2 separate regions of the Zea mays genome follow, and region 1 is linked to region 2. The links are chromatin contacts, called in public Hi-C maps. All regions are on one chromosome and are shown on one strand. Each heading gives the region's core, a stretch centred on a gene start, on an enhancer-like site or on the middle of the called end of the contact. The rest is flanking DNA. Distances are from core to core; before and after follow the strand shown.

Region 1 (4,076 bases), core at 957-3,456, 330 kb before region 2:
TCATGGTTGGTCATGTTCAGTAATGTAAAATACTAGAATGACAAACAAAATACAAATCTTTGGAACTACCAAGTTCAAACTTACACCAACAACAGCAATAGGAGTTTCAATCCTTCGAATTGCTTCTAGACCTTGTTCTGAGAGACGAAGTTTTGTGTGCCCGTGGTCTGGCTCCACTATTGGAAACCTGTAGGTGCATACAGTCAATAGTTGATGGTAGACTCACAATTATCTTCCATCATATGCCCCATTAAATGCTACCTTGAGAAGCATGAATAACAAACATGGATATCAGATATTTCAAATCAAAAGTTCATAAAAATAGTAAGAGACAACTGCGTCTTTTTTTCTAGAAGCCAGATTTCATGACAGGACAGAAGCAAGCAGTCTCACTCGATGGCTGAATACCACATATATCAGTGTGCAGTGAGGTCTTATATATTCAGTGCCAGTATTCATTCAATAGAGGAAGGCACTCCCTCCATAACAAAATATGAGACGCTTTGGCTTTTCTAAATACATTGCTTTTAATATATATCTAGACATAGTGTATATCTAAGTTGTGCATAGTAAAAGGTAGGAATCTAGAAAGGTCAAAACATCTTATAATTTGGAATGGAGAGAGTACTGAGTTATTAACATTTAGAAATCTTGAGGAAGAAACAAAAAAATAACCAGCTTCTGTAAAATGTGTGTGCGCGGGAGAGGGGGGCACAAGCTTAGACAAACTTCACACAAAATTTGCAAAAGTCAAAAAAAAGAAGGAAAAGGAATTCTACCAGCAACTTTTACTAGATCCTACAAAGCAAGCAGCAAGCATATACTTTGGATAGCATACTCATTATTCATATATGACAAATGGGCGTTCATTTAACTAAAGTCTTGGAACTTAGCAATGTTTGAAGCTATTCAAATTACTAGTTTCCGTAAAAGCACCCAAAAATATTCAAACAGCAACATCCCCCAAAGAATAGAACACCCAATCTGCATATGCCAGTCAAACTAATCCAAATTTCAACACTGCTTGAAAGCAGAAACAATTGTGCCACGGCATAAGTAATTCACTGACAAAATGCCATAAAGGAAAATCATATGGCACCTCGTTAACTAAAGAACTAAAGTATCATGTTACAATGTTTCAAAAACCATGTATGTAGTACATCTAAATTTAAGTGTAGCCAGATTGAAATTCATCTTTGATGCTGAGATTTAAAAAACACAAGTGTCAACACTTGATGAACAGTGCAAGGTTGGTTACTTGTCCATTTTGTTTCCTGACATCTCAGATGAATTTCAAACTGAATTGTTGCGGCTATATTTAACTGTACATGGTTTTTGTGGTGATTTTTGAAACATTGCAACATGGTATTTTAGCCAAGGAGGGCACCAACCCCCTTGGGCACCAAATCTGCACTCGTGCCATAAAACATACTTCCTCTTGGCCTTCTCCATATGCAAGCTATCAAGTACCAACCACCTGTCATTCCTCGACATCCCACCAAACTTGTCTACTGCCTTCACACACGCGTGGCATGAGAAACTCATGACACACGATACAATCATACAAGAGACGGCGGAACTGAGATGATAAATTAAACCAGAATTGTCCGAAACTGCAACAGAAGTACGGGTAAGCGGTGAAGCAGAGCGCTTTAGCTCCTTTACGCCACAACACCTCATCATCGCGTGGCATGCACGGCCGGGACGGCGCATGCTTCCACCAGTCAACGCACGGGCAATGCGCGCTACAGACGCAACGAGACATTCGCGCCATCCAACGCGAAATTCGGTTCGACGTCCCCCGCCAAAAGCAACGAGGCAGCGGGAATGGCGCCACAGCACCGACCAGCCATACGGATACGCGGAGCAGAGCCGAGGTACACTTACGCGCGCTCGAGCTCGTCGGGATCAGGATCCCCCGCGGCGGCTCCGGCGGCAGCCGCGACCGCGAGCAGGACCAGCGCCGCCGCGCGGATCCCCGAGGCCCACCGCCCGCGCCCCATCCCCTGCACCGCCCACGAACAACCAGGTCTCCTCGGCCCAGATCTCTGCTTCGGGAGCGGAGGAGACGCCGTAAGCGCCCCCAATGCGGCGAGCGGCAATGGCCGGCGCGGGCGCCGCCGACTGGGCACCGGGCGGCGCGGCGCGGCGCGGGATCTGGGGCTAGGGTTTTGGCGCGCAGGCGGATTCCGGAGTTGCTTCGGCGCGAGGGAATGAACGGGAAGAGCTGGAGCCGCGGGGCGACGAGGTCGGAACTCGGAAGGGGAGAGGAAAAAAATTCGGGGGAGCACGGGGCAGCGAGGGTGATGCGTGCGTGCCGCGAGAAGCCCGCTTCCGTATTTTAAGCGGGCAATTGTTTAGCGCTTTATTATAGCGTCTACTACTATTAATAACGTTGCTAATGGCGTCGACTTAATGGCTCCGTGGGCCCGCATGGCAGTGGGATTTGACGGGGACTGGCTGACTGGGCATTGTGTGGGAGCCACGACCTGGAAACGTGTGTATGCGTTATTCCTGGGGATGGAAGAGCGGACACGTTAGCAGGGCCCACGTGGCGGTGATTGAAAGACCAATAGAAACAGAGCATCTGGTGCTGTTATAGTTGCTGGCGATGCTTCCAGACTTCGAGCGTCTCCGTCGTGGCTGGAAAAAAGCTCCAACTCACGTGCTGGTTCGGGCTCGGAGCACCTTGGCTCGGATCGATTTGACATTCAAAAAGCTTGAGTCGACCATATTTTTGTGGCTTGTGAACAGAGCAAGCAAGCTCAGTTCAGCTCGCTGCAGCTGGTTTGTGGTTCAAACTAATAATAATTTATTACAAAAAAAATCTAATTAACATATAATTTCTACTACTCTATAAGAGTCTAAAGTAGACGTCCAGCGATTCCCTCGAAACCATTAATATGATTTTGCATTAAGTATTTCTCACTGATTTGATAAATTTAGGAAGGCTATATTTACTTGACCCGCTACCTTTCTTTTACATAGTGAATTACTGCAGATTTACAAATTGTAAGTAAACACGCATGTTGTTCGTTCCTCAGTAATTCACATGCCTGATGATATCTTATTTGTAAGTAGACAAATCTAATGTGTCACTAACATATCTACTCCCTTGCACTCCCAAGGAAAAATATGTTCATTGTAGTTTTAATGCATAATTTTGCAGACATGCAGTATGCAGCCAAGGATTAAATGGTTAGTAACATATATGTGCTCTTTTACCATCTTGGCAAAGTAGCTAACATTTTCTACCTGCTCCTGTATGTCATCCATGGCATCTTGTTTTGCAGTACCCAGGCCACCCAACAATTTGAGTAGTACCGTCAATTGGGTTATGGTTTTGTCGGCGTTTCGACCCCGGGGGGTCCTTGGACCGACGAGTAAATTTGTCGCTGCGCGTCCCAGCCCAGATGGGTTGGCGCGAGACGGAACACAAGGGGGAAAACGCGGCTCGTGTTGCCCCGCGCCACGGGGGTGTGCTTGCAGTAGGGGTTACAAGCGTTCGCGAGAGAGAGAGAGAGAGAGTGAGCATGTTCGTTAGCTCCTTCTCCCGCGCGACCCTCTTGCATGAAGGCCCTGGATCTTCCTTTTATAGATGCAAAGAGAGGGTCCAGGTGTACAATGGGGGTGTAGCTATGCGCTAACGTGTTCGGCAGAGAGGTGCCTGAGCCCTGTGTACATGCTAACGTGGCTGTCGGAGAGGTGCTAGAGCCCTGTGTACGCGGTATCGTGGCCATCGGAGGAGCGCTTGAGCCCTGTAGAAGCACAACTGTCGGGGCTGCTGGGACCTTGCTGACGTCTCCTTGCTTCCGTAGGGGGCTGAGAACCACCGTCGTCATGGACGCACGCGGGGAGCCATCATTACTTGTTACCGGGGCGAGCCTAGATGGGACGCCGGTCTTGTTCCCCCGTAGCCTGAGCTAGCTAGGGGTAGGGTAATGATGTATCCCCCGTGGCGCGGTCGGTCCGAGCCTAAGGTCGGGCGAGGCGGAGACTCCTCCTAAGGCCGAGGCCGGGGTCGGGCGAGGACGCGATTCCTCTCGAGGCCGAGCCGTGGGGTCGGGCGAGGTGGA
Region 2 (4,339 bases), core at 1,204-3,703:
TCTTTCTATTCTACTTCTATTATGTATAAAATTTCAAATTTAAAGTCGTTATATTTTAGCTGTAATAAAAAGGAACACATGAAATATCATACATGTTTTAGTTGTAATAAAAATGGTCGTTCGACCATAAAAACGTGTGCTATAGACGAGAGGCCAAAAACAGTCTTACCAGTTCCAGCGTGGATAGTGGATTGAGGACGAAAACATGTGTTATAATTCACGTGAGTCCAGGAATAGCTTTACCGGCCTCCTGGGACCAAAATGTTTATTAGGGTTGTACATACGAGTTGACTCTATCTACTGCTACTATATAATGTGCAGGAAGTACAACCAATAGATGGTTGTTGAGCAGGAAGCCATTGTGAAGAAGGGAACACATCCTATATACATGAGCATTTGAGTATATATAGTGCACATGAACTAACAAATTTCATAAAAAATCTAAAAAAAAATCATACATATTCTTTCTATTTTACTCATATTAAGTACAAAATTTAAAATTCAAATCCGTTATATTTTAGCTGTAATAAAAAAGAGAATATTTTGGTCGATTTTCTAATTTAAATTTATCAGAAAATTTATCTTTTTTTATTACAACTAAAGTATGTTGAATTTGAACTTAAGATTTTGTATATAATTGAAGTAAGATGGAAAGAATATGTATGAAAATTTTCAGAATTTTTTATAAACTTTGTTAGTTCACAATATGCACATCAAAGGTTCATGTGCACTAGATATATTTCCTGTTAAGAATGCAATAACCCATGCAAGCAGTTTCTCAGTGTTTAGTATTTGCATGGTACATAACCATATTGGTCAATATTATCAAGTTGTTTTTATCTAAGGGCTAGTTTGAGAACTCTAATTTCTAAAGAGATTTCTATTTTCCCAAGGAAAAATAAACTAATTTCCTTTGAAAAAATTAAAATCCCTTGGAAAAATGAGTCCGCCAAACTAGCTCTAAATAACATCATTTTTAGAAAGGTGCTAGGTTGGGCAAATTTGGAGTATTCAGTCACATTGTAGGGACTGGCTTGGTAGTAAGATAATCCAACTGTCCTTGATAAAATGATAGAATGTTGAAACTTTTAGCTGGACAGGAGTAGGGGGAAGTAATTAGATCTTGAAGACATATAATTTTGTGGTTTCTTGTGGAGGCAAATAGTAAACGGTCTTTTTAGGGTCAGGTGAACTGAAGTGTTATAACCTTTTTTGGTGAGCAGGTCTGGTCGTTTTTGTTCACCTCTGAATCCTAAGCAGAAGTTGAACAATCCTAAGGTCCCTTGTCAGGTACTGTAGTACAAATGTACAGTGAAAGGCACGGAGGATGATCATTAGTAGTGTGTTTGGTTTGAGGAATTAGGTGATCCATCTTCTTCTCACTCCTCACTTATTTATTTGGTTTGTGGAATAGAATGAGTTGATCTATCACCACCCCATTCCACATAAGCTAATAATTAGTATATACATGAGGTGCGGGTTGATTCCACCAAAATTGATGGAATTAACTTATAATGCATCACCTCATAAAGCATAGAGTGACTCCACAAACTAAATACACCATAGGATCTCAAGATGATTTGCCATGATAATTTGATGGTACGCCCTATTAGCTGGTATCATTTGATTTTATATAATCAGTGACTTAGTTGTTATTTATTTAGATGTCCAACTAATAATAATTAACTACTCTACTATCTATTTAGGTTCAAAAGATATAATTATCGCCACATAATTACTATCTATAAGCATCTAAACTGGGCTTAAAAAGTAGGATCTTTATTTGTAGTTTTTTTGGGTGAAGTTTCATTCAATAGAGAAATCGAATTCGCTGACGTTTTGCTCGGATGTAGTTGAATTTATATTAATCTTTGTTAGCAAAAACGGTAGAAAAACCAAGTAGAGCAACCAAATAAATTACAGAGAGAACGACACACAGATATACGTGGAAAACTCTTTAATATGAAAGGAAAAAAATACGGGTATCAGTCGGGTATCAGTCAGACAAAACCGTCATTATATATGGAGTGTTTATAGAACGTCGTCCGTAGATGGTGGCTTACATAAGCAGTAAAAGACGACACACAATAAACTTTAATTATGGTCACTAATATATACCGTGGGGCTCTACCCGCCGGAGGTGCCTCACGACGCCGCTTGCTAACATGATCGATCATAAACTCAACAATTATTTCGTGTCAAAATCGATTAGAGTGAAAATTGAAAGCTTCTAAACAAGTCGGAATAAAGAAAAGCTCCGTAGTTGTTCCCGGTGAATTGTGGAAATGAGATAAGAGTAACTTCGTGGGTAGTACTCTGACAGGCACGTACGCACGTCGGCACGTGTCGCAAGAAGCCTCCTCTTTCGGAAAGCAGGACACGTGCTCCTGGTCGTCGCCGGACGTGTCAAGTCGCCAGGCGTATAAAGTGTTCAGCCGACCTCCCGTGCCATGCCTCTTGTTTTGTACTCAATCGTCGTCGTGTACGCCAAAGATAGGAAGAGCAGAGCGCAAGGATGCCGGCTAGCCTGGTGACGTCGTCGCTCCTCCCGCCGTGCCGCGCGGCCGCGACGTCGGCGCGCGCGTTGCGTTCGTTCGCCCGCCGGCCGCCGCCTTCGTCCGCCGGTCTCGTCCGCGTGCGCTGCCACGCTGCCACTCCGCCGCCGCCGGAGGTCCCGGGCCAGACGACGCCGCCCGAGGTGCCTGGCACGGACCGCCAGCCGCTCGAGGTGCCGGGGACGAACCGCCCGCCGGACGAGGTGCCGAGCATCGACACGCCGCCAGAGTTCAACGCGCCGCCGGGCGTCGACGTGCCGATGCCGGGGCAGCCAGCGCCCGGACCGGAGCTCCCGGGTCCGGCGATGCCGTCGCCGCCGGCGCCGGAGGTCCCTGTCGTGCCGCCCAACCCCGACGTACCGCCGCCACAGCTCCCGGAGGTGGACCCGCCCAGTCCGCCGCCCGAGGTCGTCCCGCCGGAGCCGCCAGGCACCGCGACGGCGCCGCCTCCCTTTGTGTAGCTCCGTGGCTCCGCCGCCGTCGATGGCGCGGGCCGGTGGCAGGTGGACAGGGCGGGCGGCATGCGAATGAACCACGTAGGAGTGTACAAAGTAGTTAGAAGGCATGTTGTTCACGGGTCACGGCTGGGCAAGTTTGCTATTGGTTTAAAAATGGACCTATCAAAGTCGAGGACGACCGGTGCCGTAGCTTAGCTAGCTTGGCGTGATCCGTGATCGTGAGCTCGTGGCAATGGCGCTCGCTGAGCGCCCACGGTGGTGTTTGGTTTGCTCGACTAAACTTGAGTTCGTCTCACTATTATTATAAAACTAACTGCGCCACTACCACCCATTGTTTGGTCGGAGCGCCGGGACTCGCAAGGTCGCAACTCGAATTCACCCTGTTCTTCCCTCTACTGACTCGCGTTTTGATTCGTGGTCGTGTCTGCCGTGGGCCTGTGCCGGCTTCCGCCAATCCGAATTGGGCATTTTGTAGCTGTGCTGCTCGTAACGGGCCTCCATCGCTTAAAATTCGCTTTGTTTTTTAACCTAAATTTTGATTAAAATTTACATTTAGACTTTTTGGATGACTTAGGGGGTGTTTGGTTTGTAGGGACTAATCCCTACATTTATTCCATTTTAGTTCCAAAATTACCAAATATAGAAACTAAAACTTTATTTTAGTTTCTATATTTAGCAATTTATAGACTAAAAATGAATAAAATGAAGGGACTAAACATTAGTCCCTAGAAACCAAACACCCCCTTATTTCAGTATTTAGATCCTCGGTATTTAGACCCGATCGGACAACCAATTTTTTTGTTCTTTAACTTAATTTTCGACCAAAATTACATTTAGATCGTGATTCACTTATTTCAGGATTTGGATCCCAAGCCAAGCTCTACATCAATGACTTATTTCAGGATTTGTACTCGAAGCTTGACCCATATGTTATAGCGCTGAGATAACGACACACATGTCGACGCATTTCAGGATTTAGACCTGAAGCTCGACACATTTCGACACATTTCAGGTCGACACACACGCCGATCCTTCTCTCCAATCTTTCTTACCTCTCACCTCCCTCTCCTCACGCGCCGCCCCCGGAGCCGCGTCGACCCTCACTTCTCACCTCCCTCTCCTCACGCGTAGTCCTCGTCGTCCCCCATATCCACGTCGGCCCCATCCTGTGCCACCTCCGTACCTCCACGACGTGTCGCCGCCCGGCACCCATAGCTTCGACCACCGACCCCACGTCGACCGCCGACCCCAAGATATTTTTTGTTTTTTTAAGTTAAACTTCCATTAATAGTTAGTAAGCGTTATTGTTTTGCACATATAGTTTAA

What was found. A called contact is a pair of places that touch in the nucleus more often than the background predicts.
Region 1: a Hi-C map of ear shows a contact between it and region 2, with 2.4 times the contacts expected there. The contact joins the promoter of LOC100272397 here to the promoter of LOC100285615 in region 2. A contact is called at or near these places in 2 of 25 Hi-C or Micro-C datasets (ear and tassel).

The regions. Positions count from the first base shown.
Region 1 is chr1:294,899,689-294,903,764 of Zm-B73-REFERENCE-NAM-5.0, reverse strand. LOC100272397 (Guanylate-binding family protein) reads right to left here and starts at 2,206. Exons shown (of 17, transcript NM_001359613.1): 1 at 1,888-2,206; 2 at 85-187. The coding sequence starts at 2,003.
Region 2 is chr1:294,566,469-294,570,807 of Zm-B73-REFERENCE-NAM-5.0, reverse strand. It overlaps LOC100285615 (WW domain-binding protein 11), which reads left to right and starts at 2,453. Exons shown (of 1, transcript NM_001158506.3): 1 at 2,453-3,161. The coding sequence starts at 2,516. The coding sequence ends at 3,016.